Regions from separate parts of the Canis lupus genome. Here region 2 is linked to region 1. A link is a contact called in public Hi-C data. All regions are on one chromosome and are shown on one strand. The core of a region is the stretch at or near the end of the contact, and the rest is flanking DNA. Distances in the headings are between cores, read along the strand shown.

Region 1 (3,836 bases), core at 739-3,238:
GTGTGTGTGTGTGTGTGTGTGTGTGTGTGTGTGTGTTCATGTCTGTCTGTCCATCCATCCGCGTGTCTGTGGGCAGGTGGCTGGCCGTGCGGCTGGAGTGTGTAGGCAACTGCATCGTCCTGTTCGCTGCCCTGTTCTCCGTGATCTCCAGGCACAGTCTCAGCGCTGGCTTGGTGGGCCTGTCCGTGTCCTACTCCCTGCAGGTAAGAGGGGGTGCTCTGTCCGTGTCATTCTCCCTGCAGGTAAGGGGGGGTGCTCTCAGCTGCATTTTTTAAAAAGATTGTATTTATTTGAGAGAGAGCAAGAGAGCACAAGCAGGGCGAGCAGCAGAGGGAGCGGGAGAAGCAGGTCCCCTGCTGAGCAGGGAGCCCAACCTGGGCTCGATCCCAGGACCCCGAGATCATGACCTGAGCTGAAGGCAGATGCTTAACCAGCTGAGCCACCCAGGCGCCCTTCAGCTGGATTTTCTAATTCCCTTAATGGTGGAGTCAGTTGTCAGGTTCTTAGGCCTATTCTTTGAATCCGGCCAGGAGCTGAGGGAGGGGGAAGGGACCGAGCAGCTTGTGAGAAGCCCGGTGACCCACTGGCACTGGGGCAAAGGAGACCCTTGGATTTCCCCCATTAGTCCAGGAAAGCCTTTGACGGCCGACAGGATGCCTCTGGCTACAAGAAACATGCTTTTCTGTCTATGACTTTCCCTCTCATCACAGCTTTAGCTTGGTCCCCCAAATTTGGATATGTTGTGTTTTCTTATTACCACCTAGTTAAAGATATTTTCTGATATCTTCTCTGATGACTTGCGTGGCCCAGGGGTCATTTTGAAACGTGTTTGCTTAAGAAGTACAGTGGAGCCCATCCGGGTGGTGGCCGTGCGCGAGGTTGTTGTTTTCTGGACCTTATCTTACCTAAAACATTTCGTAACTCGTAATTACTTCCTAAGATAAAGCAACTCTTGCTCGCTCTAGAAGCTCCATGTGGCTCTTCTGCCCTCAGGTCACCACGTACTTGAACTGGCTGGTTCGCATGTCATCCGAGATGGAGACCAACATCGTGGCCGTGGAGAGGCTGAAGGAGTATTCAGAAACGGAGAAAGAGGTAAAGCCAGCCCCCGGCCTGACCTCTCCTGACCTCTTCACCGCGACTTAGCCCGGACAGTCCGCTGAGCCACAGCCTGCGTGCCTCCCAACAGGCAACCTCTATTCAACAAGAATTGTCTTCTGTTACTTGTCACATATGTGTATGAGGGTTTCTGTTATGGAAAATGAGACACTAGCTTCCCCTTTAAGTTTGAAAATTAATTTACCAGTGAGTTGATTCAAAGCACTGAAAGTCACTAACAAGAGAATCAGTATGTGGATGTTGGTGGGGAATTGGCCAAAGTTTGGGGAACCCTGCAGTTATTCAACGGAAGTCCCCATTTTATAGGTGGAACAAAGGGCGGCCTAGGGAGGGACAGTGGCTGATCCAAGGTCACACGTGGTCAGAACGGCTGGGAGTAGGACCCAAGTGTCCAGACTTCAGTGGCCCATTGTCCTTAGAACTGCCTTTTTCTGCTTGCACACCACCCCCGAGAGCAGTGGTAGTGACCATCGTGACGATCATGGTAATGCCTGGAGAGACAGCACCGGTAATGATAGGGACACATGTTGTGCCCTCGGAGGGGTGTCAGGCCCTGTACTACACATCTGACATGGAGTACTTCGTACTCTCCGTAGCCTCGTAATTCTCATTCTATCAGGATCCCATTTTACAGATGAGGAAACTGAGACACAGGGTTAAGTTACTTGCCCGAGATTACATGGCTGGCAAATGGCAGGTCTGTACGGTTACCACTGGCACGCTGCCTCCCCAGAAAGTGCCCCTTGGGGATGAGAGCAGGGCCCTGCTGCAGCTGTCTGGAGGCATCTGCAGAGGTGAGCGGTGCCCCGTCCTTAACACTCAGGCTCTAACTCACTCCAGGGAACCAGGTCCCGCGGCATTGGAGGGTGTTGATCAGAATGGTGCGAGCGCCCCCTGTGGAGATAAATATGTATTACACCAGGGGTCTTCCTAGGGCATTGATTTTATTTTTTTACAACAGCTTTTATTTTATTTTTATTTTTTTTAAGATTTTATTTATTTATTCATTAGAGAGAGAGAGAGAGAGGCAGAGACACAGGCAGAGGGAGAAGCAGGCCCCATGCAGGGAGCCCGACGTGGGACTCCATCCCAGGTCTCCAGGATCACGCCCTGGGTTGAAGGCGGCACTAAACCGCTGAGCCACCTGGGCTGCCCACAATAGCTTTTTTTTTTTTTTAAATAATAAATTTATTTTTTATTGGTGTTCAATTTGCCAACATACAGAATAACACCCAGTGCTCATCCCGTCAAGTGCCCCCCTCAGTGCCCGTCATCCATTCACCCCCACCCCCTGCCCTCCTCCCCTTCCACCACCCCTAGTTTGTTTCCCAGAGTTAGGAGTCTTCATGTTCTGTCTCCCTTTCTGATATTTCCTACCCATTTCTTCTCCCTTCCCTTCTATTCCCTTTCACTATTATTTATATTCCCCAAATGAATGAGAACATATAATGTTTGCACAATAGCTTTTAAGATCAATTTCTCACGCCATGCAGTTCATCATCTGAAGTATGAAATTAATTTTCTCTAAAGTGCCATGTTTTTATTTCTTTTGATTTTTTAGTTTTATGTTTTTAGAATAAGAATATGCTTGAAAAATACAAAAGAAAGTAAAGATCATCCAGGATCTTACCACCATAAAAATACATATTTGTGTGTGAATATAGTTATTAATTAACATAATGTTTATGTTAACATATATTTTCATAGTTTGAAAGTTCCACCCACTTCTCTTCCAGGGCCCCCTATGTTTGTAGAGCTTATCCCCTTCATTTATACACATAAATATATGAAAGGAAAGTATGCTTGTTGTAAAAAATAGTAATAATCTAACAAGTTTATGGAGAAGAAAGGATGAAAGTTCCCTTTCATTGTCGTATCCATTTCTCAGTTTCCCCCAAGCTAGCCCCAAGGCTGGCCCAGAGCACACCCAGTTGTAGCACTCAGGAGGTATTGAACTGAACTAAGAAGCTCTTCAGAACTAAGGGCTGTGTGACCCTGGGCAGGTTACTTACCCTCTCTGTGTCGGTTTCCTCATGTGTAAGGACCCCACTCATGGAATTGTAGTGAGGATTAAATGAGGTCATGTGACCGTGATCTTTAAAAGCATCAGCCTTTGCTTTTACAGTTGCCCTCCACTCCACACGTAGAAGGCAACACCATTCAGAGTAACACCTCTGCCCTCGTGTCTGTCCAGAGAAGACCACTCATTCATTGATTCGGTCCGTGAATATTCACGGAGTCCCTCCTGTGTGCTGTCGGCCCCGGAGGGTGCAGGGAGCTGCCACATGGTCTGAAGGAGAATGAAGCAAGGAGGGGATGGAGGGCCCAGAGCACAGGGGTGGTGTGAATGGCCCTGAGATGTGCAGCATGTGAGGGAGCATGCCCAGAGGGGAGTTTGGGGAAAAGTCTTCCATGCAGAGTGTGCAAAGGCCCAGGGGTGGGGTGTGCAGGTGCGTCTAAGGAACAGTGCAGCCATGGGGGTGAGCAGAGTGAGCCAGAGGGAAGGCGATGACGTCACAGGGGTTGTGCAGCCACAACCTGTAGCCTTGAGGCTCCAGAGACGGACTTAAAATCTTTTACCCTGTCTCTCCCCCACCTCCTCCTCATCACAGGCTCCCTGGCAAATCCAGGAGATGGCTCCGCCCAGCACCTGGCCTCAGGTGGGCCGAGTGGAATTCCGGGACTACGGCCTCCGCTACCGAGAAAACCTGGACTTG
Region 2 (3,836 bases), core at 723-3,222, 150 kb before region 1:
AGGCTGCCTGCAGGGAGCCTGCTTCTCCCTCTGCCTCCCTCTGTGTCTAATGAATAAATAAATGCAATCTTTAAAAAAAAAAAAAGAGGTTCTTAACCTGGCCTGATATCCCAAAGCATCTTTAAATCCTCTGATTTACAGTGAAGGTGACAAAACATGAGAGACACCTAACTCTGGGAAATGAACAAGGGGTGGTGGAAGGGGAGGTGGGCGTGGGGGTTTGGGGTGACTGGGTGATGGGCACTGAGTGGGGCACTTGGTGGGATGAGCACTGGGTGTTATGCTATATGTTGGCAAATTGAACACCAATAAAAAAGAAAAAAAAAAACAAAAAAAATCCTCTGATTTACACGTGTTATGGATTTCGTGCAGAGAGGGTGCTCGGATTCACTTAAAAGACTATTCCTTGTGGATAAAGGCATGCCTTTTTTTATGACCATTCATGAGCCCAATGCCCCAAATACACATTTGTATCAATGCTTACTGAACTCTACCCTCAAAAGAGATTCAACCCCTCCTCACTAGGTATTTAAGAATGACCTTTTTAGGGGCACCTGAGTGGCCCAGCGGTTGAGCATCTGCTGCCTTGGGCCCAGGGCGTGATCCTGGAGACCTGGGATTGAGTCCCCCATGGGGGCTCCTTGCAGGGAGCCTGCTTCTCCCTCAGACTGTGTCTCTGCCTCTTATGAATGAATAAATAAATAAAATCTTTTCTAAAAAAAATGACTCATTAAGAGCTCATTTAAGGTCCCTGAAAACCGGAACTAGTGTTCTTAATCGGGTAGCAGTATGACCCAGGGATGAAGACGTGGAGCTCCGGGAGGTGGGGAGAGCTGGGGGAGCAAACCCAGGTTCTCACGCACTGCCTCGCACTGCCTCTTTCTAGCTCGGTTACTTGGCGCGAGCTATTGCAACTCCCTGCACCTTCATTTCTCACGACCTACACAGGCCTAGGGTGTCACACAGACTCCACTGGGTAACACAGGGGGGCTGGGCAGGGCCTGACACGGAAGGCTCGGTCGCTTCTCGCCTCCGACTACTGTTCGCTGCTTGGACACCTCGGTTAAAACCAACGGTGCGGGGATCCCCGGGTGGCGCGGCGGTTTAGCGCCTGCCTTTGACCCAGGGCGCGATCCTGGAGTCCCGGGATCGAGTCCCACGTCGGGCTCCCGGCGTGGAGCCTGCTTCTCCCTCTGCCTGTGTCTCTGCCTCTCTCTGTGTGTCTCTATCATAAGTAAACAAATAAACCTTAAAAAAAAAAAAGTTTAAAAACCAACGGTGCGCAAACACCATCCCGCTCGATGACTCGCACCTTTGCGGAACTCTTGCTGGGGGGAGGGGGGGGGGGAGGACAAAAAACAAAAACCACAGGAGCGTGGCCAGGGCAGGCCTTCCCGACGGGGACCGGGACCCAACCCGCAGGGTGCGGCAAGGCTTCGGTGAGACAGGTAAGCTAATGGTTCGGGGTCGCGCCGAGGCCCGATCACGGAGGGGGACGAAATCCTCAGCCCCCGACGAAAGGGGCAGCCCAGAGCCTCGGCCCGACAGGGCTCCGACAAAAGCGCCGGAGGCCCACCGAGCAGGACTGCAGACCTCTCGGGAACCTGCGGGTCGCGCAGCATCTCCTCGGCTCGACGGCGCACCTGGGACCCGCCCAGCTGGTCCCGAGCAACCGCTTCTCTCCCCCAGGACCCCTCCCCCCGCCCCCGGCGCAGCGGCCGCCACGCCAGCCGGACGCCTTGCGGGCCCTGACGCCGCGCAGCGACCCCCGGAAAGGCTAACTCTGTGTTCCGCGCGCTCTCCTTCCAGCCCATCCTCTTCACGGGAGGAAGACCAGGCGCGGTTCACCCTGCACACCGCCCACTCGAACTCACCAGCCTTCAGCTCCGCGACAGTCGCCATCTTTCAACCGGCAGTCACGGGCGCGCGTCGGCTGTGCGCACGCGCAGCGCCGGTCTACAGCCAATAGGCGCGCCCCTCTCGCGCTGCTCAGTCCCGCCCCTTTCAGTTTTCGCCCTCCCGGATTGGGTGGGTGGTGACGGTCCGGAGGGATCCTACCAATCAGCGAGCTCTCTAGGTGCTGAGGGAGGAGGTGGGAGGAGCCGGCCCCGAGACCAGTTAGAGACCTCACCTGCAGATGCTGCCGGCTCTTTAGTGCTGCACTGTGGTTGATCAGTCCTTCCGTGCTCTGCCCACTGCTCATCGCTGCAGGCTCAGGGACTGATTGTCAATGGTTACCAAGTATTAAGCCTGTGTTTCTCAAACTTGAACGTGCCTCAGAATCACCTGGAAGATTTGTTAAAACATCACGGGGCCCCACCGCTGGGGTTTTTGATGTAGTCAAGCCAGGGTGAGATCTGAGAACTGCATTCCATTCCGTTCCATTCCATTCTATTCTATTCTATTCTATTCATTATTTTATTTTAGAGAGACACAGTGAGAGAGAGAGAGAGAGAGAGAGAGAGAGGCAGAGACATAGGCAGAGGGAGAAGCAGGCTCCCTGCAGCGAGCCTGATGCAAGACTTGATCCTAGGAACCCAGGATCACACCTAGGAATCATGGGGCCCCACCGCTGGGGTTTCTGATGTAGTCAATCCAGAGTGAGATCTGAGAACTGCATTCTATTCTATTCTAATTATTTTATTTTAGAGAGACAGAGAGAGAGAGGCAGAGACATAGGCAGAGGGAGAAGCAGGCTCCCTGCAGCGGGCCTGATGCAGGACTTGATCCCAGGAACCCAGGATCACACCTAGGAATCACGACTTGAGCCAAAGGCAGAAGCTCAACCATTGAGCCACCCAGGCGCCCTCCAAGAACTGCATTTCTGACAAGTTCTCTGGTGCTGCTGGTGCTGCTGGTCTCACTGTGTTAAGGACTTAACTGTGAGCCTGACACTGTGCTAAATGCTTTATATATGTTGGCTCAGTGATTTCTCTACTGTAACTCCCATTTTACAGAGGAGGAAACGGAGTCTTGGATGACCGATAAGGCTTAAATCAAGATCATGAGCAAATGGTGGAGGTGAGATTTGCATCCAGGCCTCTTGCTGTTCAAAGCCTGTTCTCTTCCCCTGGCACTTAATTATGGGTAGTGCTCCTAAGGAGTCCAAAAGCTATTTGTGAATAATTGAGGAACGAATAAACTCTACCATCCCAAATATATGAAGAAGAAAAAACATGGGAATAATGGAGATAATTTACCCAAAACTGAGTGTGAGACTCTGTGCTTCCAGTTAGGAATCCAGTTATGTGATTCCTTCCATTGCCAGGAAGGTCTATGCCTGTGACCTAGATCCCAGAACAGTGCCCTTTAAATTGCTAGTCTTAACCCATAGTAGGTTCTGAAATCTATTTATCAGTGGCTCCCAATGAACATATTTTCAATGAGATGGGATGGAACAAATAGAAAACAAAGAAGTATTTTTTTTTTTAATTTCTGTTTTGGGTAAGAATGTTGTGACCTGGCTTTTGGTGTATTTCTTAAAGTAGATAGACACACACACACACACACACACACACACACAAAAAAAAACATTTGAAGGCCATTGTAACCTAGAGGAGTCCATTCCCATTCCAAAGGAGATTAATTTTGACTTTGTGGAACACAGATCTGTTCTGTAAACTTAGAAAGACTCTATTGTGTCATACTTCCCTATTCTGTAAAACCCACAGGGCCTGAATTCCTGGCCAACATCTGAAGAGATTTATAAGGATTAACCAAATTCTGTAGGTAGAATGTTTGAGCTCCTCAGAGAAAAAGGACTCTCATATATCTTGATGAGAAACTCAGAGAAAGACAAATAATAATGTGATCGATGGGTTTGTAGTGGTAATCAT

The links. A called contact is a pair of places that touch in the nucleus more often than the background predicts.
Region 2: a contact with region 1 is called in a Hi-C map of blood, with 2.9 times the contacts expected there. The contact joins the promoter of CEP20 here to the enhancer-like site in region 1. A contact is called at or near these places in 4 of 9 Hi-C or Micro-C datasets (amygdala and blood).

What each region holds. Positions count from the first base shown.
Region 1 is chr6:28,122,188-28,126,023 of UU_Cfam_GSD_1.0, reverse strand. It overlaps ABCC1 (ATP binding cassette subfamily C member 1), which reads left to right. Exons shown (of 31, transcript NM_001002971.1): 25 at 77-203; 26 at 994-1,095; 27 at 3,732-3,836. Among named protein-coding and RNA genes, the nearest start is that of ABCC6, 62 kb to the right of the region's middle. Within about 2 kb of position 1,988, at least 2 of the 20 cell types and tissues checked have an H3K27ac peak or open chromatin away from gene starts, as enhancers often do. A contact at or near this core is called in blood, where this site is marked.
Region 2 is chr6:28,276,409-28,280,244 of UU_Cfam_GSD_1.0, reverse strand. It overlaps CEP20 (centrosomal protein 20), which reads right to left and starts at 1,972. Exons shown (of 4, transcript XM_038540263.1): 1 at 1,875-1,972. The coding sequence starts at 1,902.